Linked DNA regions of Rattus norvegicus: regions 2 and 3 are each linked to region 1. Evidence: chromatin contacts called from public Hi-C data. All regions are on one chromosome and are shown on one strand. The core of a region is the stretch at or near the end of the contact, and the rest is flanking DNA. Distances in the headings are between cores, read along the strand shown. Region 1 has its middle 100 kb from the start of Plekhg7. Region 2 has its middle 280 kb from the start of U2l1. Region 3 has its middle 130 kb from the start of Btg1.

Evidence for each region. Hi-C and Micro-C count contacts between places; a contact is called where the count stands out from the background.
Region 2: a contact with region 1 is called in a Hi-C map of liver, with 5 times the contacts expected there. The contact joins two enhancer-like sites. A contact is called at or near these places in 7 of 12 Hi-C or Micro-C datasets (the A7r5 cell line, the Rat2 cell line, frontal cortex and 3 more).
Region 3: a Hi-C map of liver shows a contact between it and region 1, with 5 times the contacts expected there. The contact joins two enhancer-like sites. A contact is called at or near these places in 2 of 12 Hi-C or Micro-C datasets (kidney and liver).

What each region holds. Positions count from the first base shown.
Region 1 is chr7:32,793,366-32,796,492 of GRCr8, reverse strand. No RefSeq gene overlaps it. Among named protein-coding and RNA genes, the nearest start is that of Plekhg7, 100 kb to the right of the region's middle. Within about 2 kb of position 1,637, at least 13 of the 93 cell types and tissues checked have an H3K27ac peak or open chromatin away from gene starts, as enhancers often do. A contact at or near this core is called in liver, where this site is marked.
Region 2 is chr7:33,554,159-33,557,285 of GRCr8, reverse strand. No RefSeq gene overlaps it. Among named protein-coding and RNA genes, the nearest start is that of U2l1, 280 kb to the left of the region's middle. Within about 2 kb of position 1,600, at least 4 of the 93 cell types and tissues checked have an H3K27ac peak or open chromatin away from gene starts, as enhancers often do. A contact at or near this core is called in liver, where this site is marked.
Region 3 is chr7:33,352,172-33,355,298 of GRCr8, reverse strand. No RefSeq gene overlaps it. Among named protein-coding and RNA genes, the nearest start is that of Btg1, 130 kb to the right of the region's middle. Within about 2 kb of position 1,493, at least 1 of the 93 cell types and tissues checked has an H3K27ac peak or open chromatin away from gene starts, as enhancers often do. A contact at or near this core is called in liver, where this site is marked.

The DNA of each region.
Region 1 (3,127 bases), core at 388-2,887:
CTCTACCACTGAGCTAAATCCCCAGCCCCCACTACAAAATATATAATTCAATATTATAAACGATGTATATGCAACTCTCAAGAAAATATTCCACAATGGATTGAAAGCTGAACGTGACTTGCTTTATTTTCGTGAACAGCCACTGACTAATTCCAAAATGCTCAAACCCAGTGAGAGGAAAAGTGTCTTTCCACCCTTCCATCCCAAGACATCTAAGCTCATCGATTACAGGGTGCAGGGAATGCCTGATTGCTTTATGATGTCATCAGCTGCTACAGAAATTATTCATGACGCCCCTGCAGCGAGCTGAGCTACTCTGGTGCGGATACCTCCAGAATCCGACACCCTAACGAAGCACTTGTGATATTTAGATGCCGAGTGACTCCACACCAGTGCCTTCGCTCACGTTCAAAACATATATATTTTCCACCGGGAACTACAAGTGTATTTGCAACGAACATTTCTCCAAGCAACAAAGGAAATGTTCTGCAAAATGATGCTGAAACACTACCACCCAGGCTGGCCTTCTCACCAGCATCTTGCTGGTCAAATAGCTGGCCTGCCTGTGACTCAGAGACTGTTCACACTGGAAAGACAAAGCCGAGACTTCTGCTTAAACGCGCAAACAGTGCCCTCTGCTGGCAGAGATGGGATGTTAATTGCAGAAGAACTTAAGTCACAACAGGGAAAGGAGGAGGCGGGGGAGGGGAAGAGGAAGTGGGGGGAGGGGAGAGGAGGGAAAGGGGGTGGATGGAGAAGGAAATGAGACAAACAGGAGAGAGAGAGAGAGAGAGAGAGAGAGAGAGAGAGAGAGAGAGAGAGAGAGAGAGAGAGGGGAGAGAGAGAGAGAGAGAGAGAGAGAGAGAGAGAGAGAGAGAGAGAGAAAAGAACAGTGGGTTTTAGTCCTTTTTAAGGAAAGAAATGTTTGAAGCATACCACATACAAGACTCCAATATACTTCCTTAAATCCTAAAGTAACACTTGGCCCTGCCAGAAGCCCGCGCTAAGGAATGGTTTTACAGTGGCCATTCTTTGCCTGACTAAGTTATTCATTCAGCACAAGCCTCCCCTGGGGGTGTCCCAGTGCTCTGAATATGTGACAGACTCACTCAGAAGATATGAACTGTACCAAACAAAAATGTTACCTTAGGTCACAGACCAGGGCTCGTACAGGATCCCAGAAAGTCCCAGGCTGTTCGACATGTTTGTAAATGCTTGGGAAAATCTCAATGTTGTTTTGTTCTTCTTCTTCTTCTTCTTTTTTTTTTTTTCTGTTTCTGCTTTGACATAAGTGGTTGTTTGAAGGCAGCAAAATATATGCTATAGATACCCACATATTTTATAAATATACATATATATAATATGAAAGTCAGTATTTCTAATAACTTTCATTAAAAAGCAGCTTCCCACACCACTACAGTACTGGGATGAACAATGTAAAAATGTTCTCTTGTCACTAGGCCTTTGCACTGGTGAATACTGTGCCCATATTTAAATATGTTACAAAGCCAGCTTCTTAAACTGAAATGACCCCCACTACAGGGTCACTTAACTGAAGGTGACCGCTCCAAAGAGAGTGACAATAGCAGAAAACTCCTGAATGTGCGATGACCAAAGATAAACTCAACCTAAATTGTGTAACAGTTCCAAAGTGCTTCGGTCTAGGCTCACCTGTGTTACCCTGCACAGCTGTGTGGCCCCAGCTTGAGACACGCCTGTGCCCTGTATATGCCATCACTCCTCCCATCCACTATCCAGAGACATCATGCTCAGACACATGGCAGGCTACGGACTACGCAGTGTGTTTACTTTACACACAGTAGCTTTGTGCTCTTCTAGAAGTGTAGCAGCTTAATTATAGAAAACGGAGATGTTCCATCAACTTGCCTCAACCAGGAAGTGTCTCATGAGGATCATGTTGTGTTCGAACATTTGATTGTGAGGATTGCTATCCAAGTTAGCAGTGAGCGCCTAAACAATACTGATAAATTAGTTACTTTTAGCTTGTGTCTCAGACAGGACTTCCAACAAGCTTGACAACGGGTCTTACATACACTTCTCTGTTTCAGATTGTATATTGACGGAACATGGCCTTCTCAGCATTGGTAACTATAAAACTCAAAAGTATCAATCAGTTCTTTAAAACATGGAGCCTCCATGTCCTGGCATATTAACTATTCAGGCGAGGAACAACTCTTGTCATATTTACTAGTATAACTCTACAACTTCCTCTGCTGCTGACTTCATTGTCATTGTCCTGTGTCCCCGTGCGCCCATATGTTTGCTACACTTTCCATAAAGCACATCCAAAACCAAAACGTGTATCTATCCCTTTATCTAAAGACTCTCTTTTACTGTGAAGGCAGTGCCCATATCACAGAATAAAAAGTCTTGGTGACTGATTCTCGAATGCGAGTAACAACTTTAACTCTACTTGGGTGTAACCAGACATCCTTAGTGGCTATCAGGTATGCCAGGAGATTTGAGCTTCGGGAAGAAAGTTACAGGTTGCGTCCCTCATAGCTCATCAGGGTCATCCATGTTGGCAAAGTCACTGGCCTTCTCAGAGTTTGCCTCCCTACTTAAAAAAATAAGGCCTCAAGGATCTATACTGAGGACTAAAGATGATACGACTTAATCCTTACACAAGAGTGATGTGTCATAGGTGTTCAGTAAGCATTTGTTGACATCCTGACCTACAAAAGCACTCGAGTCACTGTGACTTGTTAACCTCCCCTCCATCTTCGCCTTTGTGACTTGGCAGATCTGACCCCACAGAGTCCACTCTGGTGCTTGGATCTCAGACGACCTTCTCCCACCAACCTCAGTGACAACTGGACACAATGTCTGCACTCTGTCTAGGAGAGAGATCAGGCCTAGAAGGGTTATACAACCCGATGTTTTAATCATGGCATTTGATTTTAGGTCAGAAAGATTTATTCCTGACTGATACCTTCCCGATCAGGTAACTGACCTTAATAAACCCCCCAGAGAAAGCTTATCTCTAGCCCCACACTACTCCAGCAGTGAGCTATGACTCCTGCAATAATGGGCAGATGATGTGATTTCTTGACATGGGATCCCCCTCCCCAAAGGAGACAGGATAATGTGTTCCATGGAATTCAAT
Region 2 (3,127 bases), core at 351-2,850, 760 kb before region 1:
ACATAGCCATGTCTAGACCTACTAGGACGCCTGCTGTTCTGCAGGGTGACCATGGCTGCCATGTTACTCTAAAGATCACTTGCAGCTCCCGTGGGCCATTTCCACTTGATTGCTGACACTACTATCTATCTCGTTTTGGCTGCATAATCTTCCCCAGCAACTCTGCCTGGAGCTGTTGTACTACAGACCAGAGCCAGATGAGTTGGTCTGGTTCCACTACCATGGATTGGATGCTTCTCCAGCCAAACATGTCCTGCTTTTCTAAGAAAAATCTCAGCACTTCTATCATTGAATTGGCTATTTTTTTTATGCCACGGGTGCTTGGTACTTGACACTCTTGTCTAATGTCCTTTCCTGCTTCCTACTGGCAGGATCACTTTTTCATTCTGTTTCTACAATAAGTCACTCTAGCCAAAGCCAACACAAAAGGAGAGGCTTTATTTCATCTTAAAGTTTTAAGTGGCAGTCTATCATTGTGGGTAGTAAAGGCAGGAACTGAAGTAGAAACAACAAACGAATGCCTGTTGCTTCACCCTCTGGCTCAGGCTCAACTAGCTGTTGTATGCATCCCAGGACCAGTTGCTTAGAGATGGTGCTCCTCATAACAGGCTGGGTCCTCCCATATAAATCATCCACTGGGACAATGTCCACCACAGACATGCTCACAGGCCAATCTGATCAAGGCAAAATTTCAATTGAGAATCCCCCTTCCCTCGGGAATCCAGGTTGTGTGTAGGTGACAAAACAAAACAACAACAACAACAACAACAACAACAACAACAACAAAAACTAATGAGGACATAAGGGGACATTGCTGAGACACAGTGATAATACAATGACACAAAAACTTATTGTATGTTCATTCCATGATGCTCTCCTGGGTACAATGTTGACCTATGTGAACCTGTTGAGTTGTGCATCTGTTTGTATTTGTTCGAGTTCAGATGTATGTGCATGTGAAAGACAAAGAACAGCCTCAGGTATTACACCTCAGGAGCTGTCCATTTTATGAGACAGTCTCTCACTGACCCGGGACTCACTGACTAGGTTAGGATGACTAGCTTATGAGCCTCAGGCATCCACCTGTCTCTGCCTCCCCAGCATTGGAATGCCAAGCCTGTACCACCACTCTGGGGTTCTTCATACGGATTCTTCTTCGGTCTCTATGCTGGCACTGCAGGCACCTTTCCCACTGAGCCTCTCTAGCTCTTTGCAGACTTCTTAAGGACAATTCATTTTCTTTCCTTTCAGTGTCTAACATAGAGCCCAACTCAAAACTTTCCGATTCCCATTCATAAGTAATCATAAATGAATTACATTGTTTGGAAAATGCCAAGTACATCAACCATCCTTGGATATAGTCAACAAGTACCAATTCCTTCACATTATAACACTTTACATCTTAAAATTTCAACTTAATCCCTGCCCTTGTGTCATGCTTTCAAATGACGTGGATCTGGCATAGTGATTGATCTCAGCCTTTTGCCATAAGAATAACAGCTTCCTGGGCAAGAGAAAGAACTTTAAAACTCGTTCTTCCAGTGGGGAGTGGTGAAGGGCAGAGTGATGCCAGCAAAAAAGTCCCATCATGTTTGGCATGCCCAATGTTTGCTGTACTTTCTGTCCTGTGTGCCGGAGCTTCTGTTTAACTGAGCTGAGGATTAAAGTATTGAACAAGCAAAGAATTGCTCAACTTCCCTGGATAGGCGGGTCTCATTCAGTATTTGACAGAAAACCTGTCATTTGAGTATGATATATATTTACTGGGGAAAAACAGGATGGCTTAGGCTCAAAGGTCTTTTCTGCTCACCTGCAATGGGAAACCCAGTGTCTCCCTTACCTTCAGGCGCTGAAGCCTGAAACACATTAAGTTTCCATCTCCTCCCCCTGGCCATTTGGATTTGAGCAGCCTCTAAAACAGTCCAGTAAACAGGCAGACAAGACTCCACTTGAGTCTGTTTATAACCTAAAGCTAAAGCATTTATGGAATCACAGACCAGGCTGGGGCATGTCATCTCTGCATTGAAAATCAAAGAATTGCAATTTAGAGGTAGAGGGGCGGGGTGGGGCAGGGCTGGGCTGGGCTGTGAAATCAAAATGGATACAGCTGGCTTTGCTTCTCAACATCTCTAGATGCGAGAAGGTCAGAAAGGCTGTGGGCACGCTCTGCAGTGGATCTGTGACAGGGCAGTGTGGCAGCAGGCCTATGTAAATTAAACAACTTAGCCAATATAGAAAACACATTTTCAGCAAGTAAATAATGCCATTTAAGGGATCCGATTGCTAAAGCAACCTCATTGCCTAACGGGAGGACACTCATCCTTTCACCAAATATTTACTGCCTAGCTCTGGGACTGGCAAGGCTGAGCACTGGTAAGCAATCACCTCTACCCTGAAGTTTTAAAGATTTTGCGATGAAATTTTACAATATTATAGAGAACGTGTTTTTCTTTCTTTGAGACAGGATCTCCTGTTTCCTGGACTGGCATTGACTTGGTTTAAAGCAGATGACCCTGAATCTCTGCCTTCCGGCGCACTCACACCCTCCTGAGTCTGGGGACGCCAGGCAGTGTCCTGAAACAGGTCTGGTTTATGGGGTCCTGGGCATCCATGCTATGTGCCAAGAAACCAGCCTCTTAACTGAGCTATATCCTTTGTGTGAAACATGCCATCTGCAGAAAATCAATCCATTTGTATGAAAGACCCAAAGACGGAAAAACTGCTTTTCTGTAGATACAGGTGCTGGAGCAAAGCACATAAATGTATTCCTAGACTAACCTGTGGTATCTGTGAACCACCCCATGCTAATACCTCTGTATACAAGGACATATACAGGAGCGCTAATGTTTTTAGCGCCTCAGTTACATCTGCTGAGTTTGGTCAGTGATCAAAGAAGACCACACTGTCTGAATTATATTCGCAAAGAGCACAACTACTCTACTGAAATGAGATTCCAGGCTTCAAGTCTTACATTTTTAATTGTCTGAATCAAGATGTATAAAGTTATGTGAGGTAAATGACAGGCATTTTCCCCCTGAATTCGGGCAGCTATGCCTGCCACTGTTCGATGCCAGCAAAAAAAAATCATTATTTTAATGTAAAATTCAGTAACTGAATTCTAACAGGA
Region 3 (3,127 bases), core at 244-2,743, 560 kb before region 1:
AATGGACGACTAGAAGAATAAAGTCTAAGTATAAATCCCTCCCACAGTAAGGCAGAGATCTGATATATATATTATTTGCCTTCTGGAGCCAAGAACATGTTTAGATCTCCGAGGTTTGGCCTTGTCTCAGCCTGAATCATCTGACTCAAAGCAGTGACAAGAATTATCTTTAAGGCCTTCTCTTCCCACCCATCACACACACACACACACACACACACACACACACACACACACACACACACACACACTTTATACCACTCTGTGTTGGAGCTAATCAGCTGTGAGAATGTAACCAATCATCTCTTTTGCTGCACCTAAAATTTTCTCACAAAAACCATGAAAAACTTGGCATGAGCTGTGTAGTATGTTCCTTGCAAGGGCAAAATACCCTGGGCCATTTTATTGCTCCAGATTTGTTTGTACTCAAAACTAAACAAGAGCCAATACGTGTCCCAGGACAGAGAGATCTGACCTAGTGATAATGCACACATCAGAGGACGCTCCAAGTCAAATATAAAGATACCCATGGATGTGCATGAATCACGGGTGTTGAGCAAGACAGCAACAATCGCACTGGCAACACAGAACCAGACAGATCTCGAGAAGTTGGAATAAGCAAGCTCCCAATGAACAGACTGCAAGCTGTCAGAAATATTAACAAGGAATGATCTTTCTCTTTAGCAAAATATTGCCTACTTCTCCTGCATAGGCAATGAAATTGGAACTAGAAACTTGGAGAGCGGTTTGGGCAAAGTAAGTCACCAATTCTTTAGTCTATGAACACTGCATTGCCTCAGGAAAATCATGAATCATAGCGTGGATTTAGCTCGTACTATGCAAGGATGCTAACTCTAACCTTAACCTTAATCCACACGAGAACGAAAAGGATGTTTTATAGATCAATGAAGTTCTTAGATTTTACATTATAATCTCAAAAGGAGAAGTCCATGATAAAAATCAGTAGTTCTCACCAATGGATAAAAACAGTTTACCTTAAAGAATGGAGGAATAGCCATGTCTGATAGTACACACTTGTCTTCTCAGAACTCAAGAGAATAAGGCGGGAGGATCAAGAGTTTGAAACTACACAGCAAGAAATCTCCAACTCACAAGTCAAATAACAGGAATGCAGGAAGCCTTCTTAAAATAGTGCATTTGATGGAAAACATGTTTGGCCAGGCAGAGAGTGATATATGCCTGTGATTGCAATACACAGGAAGAAAAGGCAGGAGCCAGCTTGGACTACATTACAAGATTTCAACACAGAACTTCCTAATACACTATTAGTTAATCTTTGTACTGGTTAAAATGTCAAGAAATTTAGTAATGCTATTCCAGAAAATGGTGTGGCTGTCAATTAAACATGTGGGAAAATATCGATTTCGCTAAAGAGACGTATAAAGTCCTTTTGAAGTGAGTACATTTAAAGAAACTTGTTTTGGGCAATGCCACTTGCATCATGGGTCCTGGCTCTCCTCCACGCCATCATAGCTTTTCAGAAGCCACTAGCACCAGTGCAATTTGTCCTGGTGATGCACTCTTTGCCACTGGACAGAGCATACACAAGAAGTGAAAACCAGGGTTAGAATTTAACTGTTGGTTTGGGGTGTGTGTGTGTGTGTGTGTGTGTGTGTGTGTGTGTGTGTGTCTGTCTGTCTGTCTGTCTGTCCAGAAAGGAGCAAAAGGCAGACTGAACAGACATTTCTACCTATCCCAATTACTCTGATGAAATCAAATAAATGCACAATTTCATAAGAGCATTGGAAATCAGAAGGAATGGTGAACCACCTCAAAGTCAGAACTGTGAAACCCAGGAACTGGCGCAGAAAGACTCATAGGCAAATAGCTCAGAGTGGATGGTGAGGAGCACTTCAGGCAGGAAGGTCACGGACAACTTCTATCTAGGACTAAGTGGTACTGCGCACTTAGAGTTAGTATGCTGGTCTACCAAACGGCCCCTCTGTGTCCTGAGGTAAGTGAGAAAAAGAACAGTTAGCCCAGAAATGACAGCAGTTAACTGTGGCTCAGACCAAACAGACATGGTCCACCAGTCACTCAGTGGCACCCTTGAGACCATCTGCAATTCAGACCTCCTCCTACCAGGGTCTCTGTCTCATCCTCGTTGTCACAGCAGACAAGATCTTAAAACCCGAATCAATATGCATTGAAATACATGTCCCAATAAAAGTAAGAAGCCAAGAGAAGAAAATATTCCACATAAAAAAAATTAAAGACGCGATTCAGTTTCAACCATTTTAAATCACTGATGCAGAGTATAAAGTTATTATTTTATTATAATTCAGAATTAAAATTTCAAATGATCTCAAATTTGTAGTTGGTGAAGCATAAGAAAATGAATGTGCCCTTCATTTTGTTTTTTGAGAAACCTATAAATGCTGATAAACTCTGTAGTCAAAACTAATTATGTTGAAAAACCTTATGAGGTTAAGAGTAAAGCTTCCAGATAAACAGAATAGATTAAATTCTTGTTTATTTTGTTTCCTTTTGAGATATTACTAAAAGAATTCAAGGGAAATTAAACATACACACAGGCACGAAGTCTGAGTGAGATGGCACCAGGCCTTGAGAGTCTTCTCTCTACCTGGAGCTGTGTGATTGCCTCTAGTGTACCTGAAGAGGAAAGGAAAACAGAGGTCCGCAACATCAAATTTGAAAAGTTCTGTGCTCATGGAACATGATGCGCCATGGATACATCAAATGAAATCTCCATTCAAAGGTTTGTGAAGCCCATCAACTGCAGCAGGATTCCCTACCTGCCCTTTCCCGCCCCGCCCCGCCCCGCCCCTAAGGTAGGGTTTCTCTGTGTAACACTGCCTACCCTGAAACTGGCTTGGTTTACCAGTCTGGTCTTAAAATCACAAAGATTTCGCTCGCTATTGCTTCTATATGCTAGCGGTAAAGGCGTGCACCATCGTCCGAGGTAGCAACAGGATTCTTGATCCATTTCGTCCAATAGTAGAGATGGAGACGTCTTCTCTGAGATGGTGTGAGAACCAAGAGAGAGAGCTGAATACAGCCAGTACACACACATGGTGCTGTTAAGTGAATCCACTATCATTTATGCATTTTGAGGGTCTGGGTACCTCCTCTGACTTAGTTAGACCTA